Linked DNA regions of Neogale vison: region 1 is linked to region 2. The links are chromatin contacts, called in public Hi-C maps. All regions are on one chromosome and are shown on one strand. Each heading gives the region's core, a stretch centred on a gene start, on an enhancer-like site or on the middle of the called end of the contact. The rest is flanking DNA. Distances are from core to core; before and after follow the strand shown. Region 1 holds the start of CDC37 (hsp90 co-chaperone Cdc37). Region 2 holds the start of DNM2 (dynamin-2).

The links. Hi-C and Micro-C count contacts between places; a contact is called where the count stands out from the background.
Region 1: a contact with region 2 is called in a Hi-C map of muscle, with 9 times the contacts expected there. The contact joins the promoter of CDC37 here to the promoter of DNM2 in region 2. A contact is called at or near these places in 2 of 3 Hi-C or Micro-C datasets (fibroblasts and muscle).

The regions. Positions count from the first base shown.
Region 1 is chr6:216,903,168-216,907,399 of ASM_NN_V1, reverse strand. CDC37 (hsp90 co-chaperone Cdc37) reads right to left here and starts at 1,592. Exons shown (of 8, transcript XM_044254225.1): 1 at 1,410-1,592. The coding sequence starts at 1,511.
Region 2 is chr6:216,672,081-216,676,307 of ASM_NN_V1, reverse strand. DNM2 (dynamin-2) reads left to right here and starts at 1,348. Exons shown (of 21, transcript XM_044254200.1): 1 at 1,348-1,556. The coding sequence starts at 1,396.

The DNA.
Region 1 (4,232 bases), core at 343-2,842, 230 kb before region 2:
TAGAACTTTCTTCTTACTCCGTGGCTTGCCTGGCAGGTACACTCCCCTAGAGACTGCTGCGGTAGGGTAAGGACTGGAAATGGGACTAGAGACCAGATGTAGGAACAAAAGACACCAAGGAATGGGGAAAGGCTGTTCTAGGAGGTTCTGACTGGGAGTTGCCTTATGCAAGGGTGGGGTGAGGAATTCCTAACCGGAAGGTTCTGAGAGATCCCTCGTCCTCAGTGTGAGGGTATACACCAGTATGTCGGTGGAGGAGCTCGGATTTACGGGAGCAAGAAGTTAGACTACTAGGACTTATGAGAGCTGTTTTGTTGGCCTGTGAGCACTGCTGGGCAGGGAGAGAGGCAGGAGGACATCCAGACAGGGTTCTGGGATCTGGATTTGGGGGCAAATAGGTAAAAGAAGGAGTGGTATATTTGGAATCAAATTGGGTGGTTCTCTAGTGAGAGCAGCAGACTGAGCTGGGGCAGGAGGAAGGCCGGGTGGGTTTGGGTGCTGGACTGGAGTTGGTATAAGGCATTCCAAGGCTGCCAGAGGCTCCTACAGGAAACTGCTGGGGGTGGGTGGTGCCTGGGCCTGCAAAACCAAGGAGGGGCAGGGGCTCTGGAAAGGCCGGCCGGAAGCCCTGCGGGGTAGGGTTTCCTGGTATAATGGGAAATGGGGTCCACAGTAAGCGACACTAAGAGTGGCTGGCATGAGGAAGGCTCCATCAAGTGGAACCGGTAGTTTGGTCTGGAGGGGAAATGGGTTCCAAAACTCCAGGCCTGAATGAGACTGAAGGTCCTGGGGTAGCACCCGTGTACATTCCAGGGAAGGGGTCTCCTGGCTACGGGTTGGACTCCCAAGCCAGGAACAGAAATCTCGGGGAAGAACACAGTTCCTTGTTCTGTTGGGAGGAGGAGCGGGATCTCTGGATCTGATCGGGAATCCTTGTCAAGAACTAGGAAAGAAGATCTCAGAATGAATTCAAAGTATTGAGCATTTGGGGAGGGGCAGATGGTATATCCAAGATCAGAAATGCCTCCCAGAATAGGATCAGGATCCAGACTCTGAGGCAGAGTTCTGCGTGTAAGTGGAAGGTCCCAGAGGGGACTGAGGAGTACCCCCAAAGCTTCTCTTAGCAGTTTAGACTCGGAGAGAGGTTCCCTAGGGGTCAAGTGGGAGTTCCATGCAGAAACCGGAGGGGAGGCCCGGGATCTCTGGTAGGGACTCGGCGCCCTGGCAGTTCTGGGGTCTGGAGTTGAATTAAGGAACCCCAAGCGATACTGAAAGTCCAGACTGTGCGTTGGGAATCCCAGGTGTCAATGGCGGGGTCCCTGGCACTACTAGGGGTCAGAACTCTGGAGCGGAGTCCCGAGCGCAGGGGGGAGGGGGAGGGAGGCAGGGGATGGACGCGCGCACTCTACCTGGTGCCGCCAGCGGAAGAGGCTGGCCGTGTCGATGTTGGGGTGCGTCTCGTCCTCATCGTCAGACACCTCTATGTGGTCCCACACGCTATAGTCCACCATCTTGCCTCAGCGGCTCAGCCCGCTCCGGCTCCCGGTCTGACTCTGGCGGCGGCAGCGCTGGAGACTCGGCCTGCGGAGCCCCGCCCCTTCCGCTTCCGCCCTGGCGCGCACGTTCCCCGCCCGCGCATGACGTTATATCCCTAGTAACCGCGGTGGCGGCAGTGGCGACCCGGCTTGCCTTAAAGGGTCAGGCGCGTGTGTTCCGGCCCCCGGGAGTCCCCGCAAAGACCCCGCCTAATGGGGCGCGGGACCTCGGCGGGGCATCTGCTGGAGGGATACGGGCTGGCGTTCTAACTTCGAGCCCCCCTTATCTCCCGCTGCCCCCCCGGTGGGCGTTTGCGGCGGCCGCGAGGGGCGGGGCAGGTGGCGAGACTAAAGCCGGGGATTGTCCCCTTCAGCCACGCCGCAGTGACGTCAGCCCGAGCATACTGCAGGGGCGGGCTTGGGCGGGAAGACCTCTCCCAGGGCACCCGGAGAAGAGGACCCAACCCCACGCTGGGGAGCGGTGTCTGATCAGAGCATTTTCCCAATCCTAGGGGTACAGCACCCTGCCCTGGGAAGGTCTAAATGGAGGAGGGATATGGCCCTGCCCTTGGGGGGGTCGGATGTTGGGGACGATGTGGTCCTGCCTTGGGCGCTAGTGTTTCCCTGGCTCGGGTCACAGCCTCCCCCTCGCGTCACCATCCTCTGCCATTCCTAAGAGGAGATTCACGCACCTACGCCCCCTCTAAAATCACCCGGACCCCCACCTCCACCCCCCACCCCATCCCCCGCCACCCGACTCCAGTCTGGGGATCTCGGGCTCTTGTCCGTGACGTCTCCCCGTGTGGCCGCTGGGTGTCGCTAATGTCTAGTCAAAGGCCTGTGCTCCAGCCCAGCGCTGCCGGGGGACGGGAAGGGGATCTTGGAGGTGCGGATGGAAGCTTTCCTCGTGGTGGTACTCTAGAATCGTTCGTAGCCCCTCCTCTTTGGTCTCGAGCCCCTTTACGCGGCCGGGGCTCTAAAGACTCCATTACTGCGAGCTTGGGCCACCCCAGAGGCACACTTGCGTGCATCCCAGTCCTCGTTTTGATACTGGGATAAAAGGCCGTGTTGCAGCCTAGGGCCAGGATTATCTCCGATTAAAGGGCGTTCCGTGGGGGCGGGTGGGATAGGAGGAGCTCCGACCCCTCGGGTGAGAGGCGCTTTTTCCCAGACTACCCCCAAGAGCGTGTTCGGAGAAAGGGGGCTGGAGGGGATGGATTAAAGTTCTCAAGATGGGGGGATTCCCCTGTCCAGGGAAGAGGAGGGGCCATCCAGACAAAAGCGCCCGCCGGCTGTCTCCCCTCCCTCTCCTGCATCTTTCAAACCCGCGAGTGGGCGGGCGGGGGCGGGGGAAGTCCCCCTCTCCTCCCCCTCCCCCTCCAGCCCAGGCAGTCCAGCATCTCCGCGGCCGTCAAGGCCCCGGGCACGCGCGCGCACGAACCCACACCCCCGCGGGTCTCACAACCGCGCACACACACATACACACACACAACAGCAAACAAAGGGTCTGGACACCCCTCTCCCCTCCCGCCCCTCAGGCCGGAGAGGGCGGGGCATCCCCTCCCCAGCCCCTCTGCAAGGTAAGCTTCCGGGCTGAGAGCTGTGGTTGGGAACCGGGACCTGGCACCCCGGAGGGAGGGGACCAGGACGCTGTGGGGTTCCTCCGCCCCCCAAGAAAGCCAGGGCCCACCAGTACGCCCTTTGAGGGTTTCAGGGCAGCCTCCGGGCTGTGGGTGTGCGGGGAGGACCCCAGATGCCGGAGATTCCCGGGTTTCCGGAGATCTTTCCCCGGCTTCCGAGACCGGGAGCTTACCGGCCCCAGTGAAACGGGATCCTGGGAGCCCGAGCTCCCAAAATTGGGGACAGGGCGCCGGAAGCTTCCCCATCAGCGCCAAGACTTTCCTAATCTGCCAGCACAGCATGTCCGGCTGGGTGCTGAGACAGAGCCCTCTGAGTTGCTTTGCACCGACCTGGCCATCATCAGGGCATCTTCTGCTAAGTCTCCGGTACCTGTGAGGTGGGGGTGGGCGGCTACCCAAGCTTTCTCTGCTGCATCCCACAGCCACACATTACTTAGCTGCGGTGGGACCCCAGTGGCATCAGCTCTGCCTCCCTGAGCTTCAGTTTCCTTATCTGCAAAGTGGGTAGCGACAGCGAGGATTCCCTGAGGTCATGCATGTGAGCCTGCCTTTGCTCTGTCATTGATTTCCTAGCTCATTTCACACATATTTCCAAGCGTCAACTACGTGCCCCAGCACTGCAGCCAGGGACTGGGACTATAGCCACCAGCAAAAAGAGCCAGCTGTTTGCTGTGGTTGTACCTAAGGCGGGTGCAGGAACAAGATCCAGGTGTAAAGAGAGAAAAACCCACTGGTGAATTCAGACTGTAGAGACTAAAATCTCATAGGGCGTAGAGGGTGTCTGGGGGTAAGAGTGTGCCAGATGGAAGGAGATTTCTGGTTGGTATCTACCTTACTTCATTCAGCTCGTTATATATGGGCTGAGCCAGAAGAGTCCCTGGTACACAGTAGATGCTCAATAAATGTTGACTGAATTAGAGAGGGTATTAGATTAAGACTATTTTCATAGTACTTTAGGTCAGGAAGGAGGTTTATCATGAAACAATCCATCCTCCCTCCCATCGTAGTTGGGGCAAGTGAGTCCTCGAGACCTGGAACAGTGGAAAGAGCTTGTCAA
Region 2 (4,227 bases), core at 99-2,598:
GCATATACCATTGGCTACTGCCATTCCCCTGTTACTGCCTCATCGGCCCCATTCCCTATCTCCGTTTCATCTGACTCCTTATTGGGCTTCTCTCTGGCCAATCTATGCCCAGGGGAATCAGATCACTTTATAAAATACTTCCACCTATCCCTGGCTTTTTTCCCCATGAGGTCAAGATTTCTAGTTCCCAGAACCCCCAACACCGACTGCAAAATAATATCTTTACTTGGGGGAGAGGATCCGTTGAGTTTCATTGGGTACTCGAAAAGGTCACGAAACGCTCAAGTTGAAGAGGCAGGGGAACAACGTTACAGGCGGTAGCGGAATCAAGTCGGGGCGTGAGCGGAAGGTAATCCTAGGAAAGGGCATAGCATTTGCAAAAGCGTGGAGGTGGGACTTTACAGGAATGAAATTGAGAGCCAACGCAGTGCTAAACCGCTTCTCCCCAGGAACTACTAACCCAGCACTGCCCTTCAAAGCGCTTTGAAACCCGGCGCGAAATGCTGGTTTGCAACCTCGGGCCGAGGTGCATTCTAGGACTTGTAGTTTTCTCCAGAGGCCGGAAACTCAGAAGTGACTCTCACTACCGGGTCCGACCACGAGGTGTCGCCCTTCGGCGAGTATGGTGCGCCTTGGTCTTTACTCCAGAAGACTCTCTAACAGACTTACAACAATCACAAGAACGGGAGATTCTTTGATTGACAGAGAAGTTCTCGATCAAAGTCAGGATTCGGAGGTCAAAGCCCGTCCTCTTTGGCTTTGTTGGCTGGAGGAATGGAGTGATATTTATATAAACCAATGGGGAATTCTTAGGGAACTAGGTAGTGTCAAGTGACAAACCAGAGTCGATGAATCGATCCCTAACGTCATTGGTCGGCACTGTTGACTGGCGGGTCTTCCTGCCAATAAGACTTGGGTGTTCTTGCCTTTATAGGGTGCCTCCCACAATAGGCGGAGCCTATTCCTCCTACATTTTCCGAAACACCGCCTCCTGGCCCTGACAACTCGCTGCCCCCACGCTATTGGCTCTTGCGCAAAAGCGACAGTTCTGGAGTCCAATGGGCCCACCGGGAGGTCTTTCGGGGGAAGGGTCACTCAACCACAGGCCTATACTTCTCTTTCATTGGCTCGCATGTAGGAGTGGCAGCGCGAAAGGCTAATCGGGAGCGGTGTGAGGGCTTTGGGCGCAGCCCCGGGGCCCGGGCGGGAGGTCGCTCGGGTCGGGTGTCTTCTGAGAACCGGATGAGGCGGCTACTGTGAGGCCGAGCCGGGAGCGGGCGTCGCGCCGAGGCCCGGGCGGGCGGGGAGCAACGGCCGCGGACGCCGCGGGGCCGCGTCGTTAAGGGCCGGGGCAGGCGGGGAGCGCGGGGCGCTCGGGCCGGGGCCACCGGCGCCATGGGCAACCGCGGGATGGAAGAGCTGATCCCCCTGGTCAACAAGCTGCAGGACGCTTTCAGCTCCATCGGCCAGAGCTGCCACCTGGACCTGCCGCAGATCGCCGTGGTGGGAGGCCAGAGCGCCGGCAAGAGCTCGGTGCTCGAGAACTTCGTCGGCCGGTGAGCGAGCGCGGCGGCGACTGCGGGCGGGCGGCGGCCTAGGGCGCGGAGGGCGGACCGGGAATGGCGCGCCCTGCGCAGCCGGCGTAACTGCGGCGCTTGCGTGCCCGCGACGGGGACGGGGACAGGGAGGCGGGCCCTGTAGGACGCCCTGGGCGGAGGGCTTCCTGCAGGGTCTGGGGATCCGGCTCAGGCCCTTGGGGCGTCTCACCGACTGGGGGGCGTGGGCCAGGAAGTGCGGTGGACCGTCGCCGACTCTTCTGGTCCCCAGCTTTCGTGGCTGAATTCTACCATCTGGTTGCCAGTGGGTCAGGGTTAGGTCCCTCTTCTCTGTCTGTCCGAAACCTGCCAGCTAGATACCTATTGGTTCGACCCCTGTGGTCTGGCTGGCTGTTGATTTATCTGGAGCAGCCCCTGCCGTCTGGTTGACTGTCTCTCTGTCCTGGATAGAACTCCTTGCCACCACCATTTGGCTGTCCATCTGTCCAGTCCCTCAGGGCGGCCCCTGCTGCCTGGCTAGCTGTCTGGGGTGACCTGTGCTGCCTGGCCGCCGGTCCGTGCCCCTCGCAGACTTTAACACTTAACCATGCCTCTGTTGGGTTACTCTGGCCTCTGCAGCCTGACTTGGCTGGCTGGACCCTCGGGGACTCGGTTGTCTGGTTCTCCTAGGCTCACTCCAAAGCCTGGTCCCTGGCAAACGCTGGCTTCTCTCCCGAATGGATCCTTTTGTCTGTCTGTACAGGTGTCTGGCGTTATCTTAGTCTGCCCATCAGTGCCCTGGCAAGCCCTGGCTGTCTGGCCCCACCTCTGCAGTAGCGAGGGGGTGGTGGGAGCAGGCAGAGGACAGGGAACTGAAGGATGAACCTGAATTTCCCTGTCAGTTAGAAGTAGGACCCTGCGGGGGAACTTTCTGCAGGATTCTTTCCCTGCCCTTGTCACAGTGCTCTGGGGCCCCAGAACACAGGCTAATTCCCAAGCGAAAGCCTGCAAATTGGGGGGCCCTTGTTGGAGCCTGATAAGGCTTTTGGCCAGCCCTGGGAAGCCTCAGTTTACCCATTTGTCCAGTGGACAGACTCCGCTCTGTGGGGTGTTTCCAGGATTCAGGAAGCGGATGAATGAGAGCTGGACATGTGGCCTCCAGGGGTGTTCGGTTCTTTCCTCTCCCTTCCCCCGCTTCTTGCCCTTCTGCCTCCCAGATGGACTGTCACTTCTCCATTCTGGGAAGGACTCGATTTGTGCTTGTGGCTTCTGAATGATAACATCATAGTCATCGTTATTATTACTGTGGTTGTGATCGGTGTTAAGGGGTAATGTTCCTGTGGCCGGCCCCAGGCTGAGTTCTTTTGTCAGCATCTTGAACCCCGCAGTGGGTTAGGTGGAGGTTCTCTTATCCCCAGTTTAGGCACGAGCAGGGAGGCTCAGTAAAGACTCATCCTTGGCCCAAGGGCACCAGGCTAGGGCTCGCTGGAACCCAGCTGGGTGCCCAGCCCCACCCTGCCTTCCCGGAGGCCCGGAGTTTTTCTCTCAGCGGCATGAATTTCCTCCTTTGCTGCTCTGTCTCTGGCGCCTTGCCTGTTGTCCACTGTGGCGGAAAGGTGTGGACTTGGGGTCAGCTGGGCCTGGGCTGAGCCTTGGGCTGGGCTGTGGGCCCCTTTGCATGGTTATCTTCCTCCCTGCCCAGGCTTTCAGTGAGCACACAGCAAAGCTCTGTCCATGTCATTTGCCTTGTGACCTTGCACAGGTGGTTTGGCCTCTCTGAGCCTCAGTTTCCCCTCCTAAAAATGGAGTGACGAGTCCCTCGACAAAACTGTTGCCGTGATGCAGGGATATGGTGTGTTGAAAGTCCTTAACACAGTGTCCGGCGCACAGTAGGTCGACACGGACAGGCTGTTACTCCCCACGCTGGTTCCTTTTATATCAGCAACAAAAACTAATCAGAATGAACGTGTTTCAAGTTACACACTGGACTGCTTTGAAGCCTGATGACGCCAACACTGCTATGATCCCACTTTACAGATCAGACAACTGAGGCTCAGCAGAGTTCTCGTGCTCAGGACCATTCAGTGATGAATTGGGGGCTCTAGGTTGGGGATCCGGGGTCTCTCTCCCCTGCCCACCTCCCCTCTGCCTCTCTGCCCCTCCCCTTTCTCTCTTACCCACCCTCCCAGGCACCTACAACTGAGTGGGCTCCTGTGGCAACCTGCTCCCAGAAGCCTGCAATGTGACCTTGGTGGTTAAGAGCATTAGTTCAGGGCCTGAGAACCAGACTTGTAAAAAATCTTCTTGGGTATGGGTTGCTCAAACAGAGCTAACTTCTTTTTATTTCTGGAGCGTGGGTAAGGTTTCTTAGCTTCCAAGCCCTGCCTTAGGGGGACGGCAGGCGGGCCTCATTTTGAATGAGAACCTGTTTTCTTCTTTGGGTTGTGGACCCTTAACAGTAGACATCTTGGATGGTTTCAAGGAACAAGCGAGAGAGTATGTCAAGGGTCTGTGCCAGGGGGTCAGCACGGGCGGCTCTGTTTCATTGCCACCTCCTGTTGGTTTTCTAAGAATGTGGTCCAGGGGAGAATGGCCCAGCTAGCTCAACCTGTACCAGTGGTTGCAGAGCGGCAGCCGGGGGCCCAGGCCTGCGTGCTGGTCTTTTTGTTTCAGCTGCGTAGTGTTTAAAATC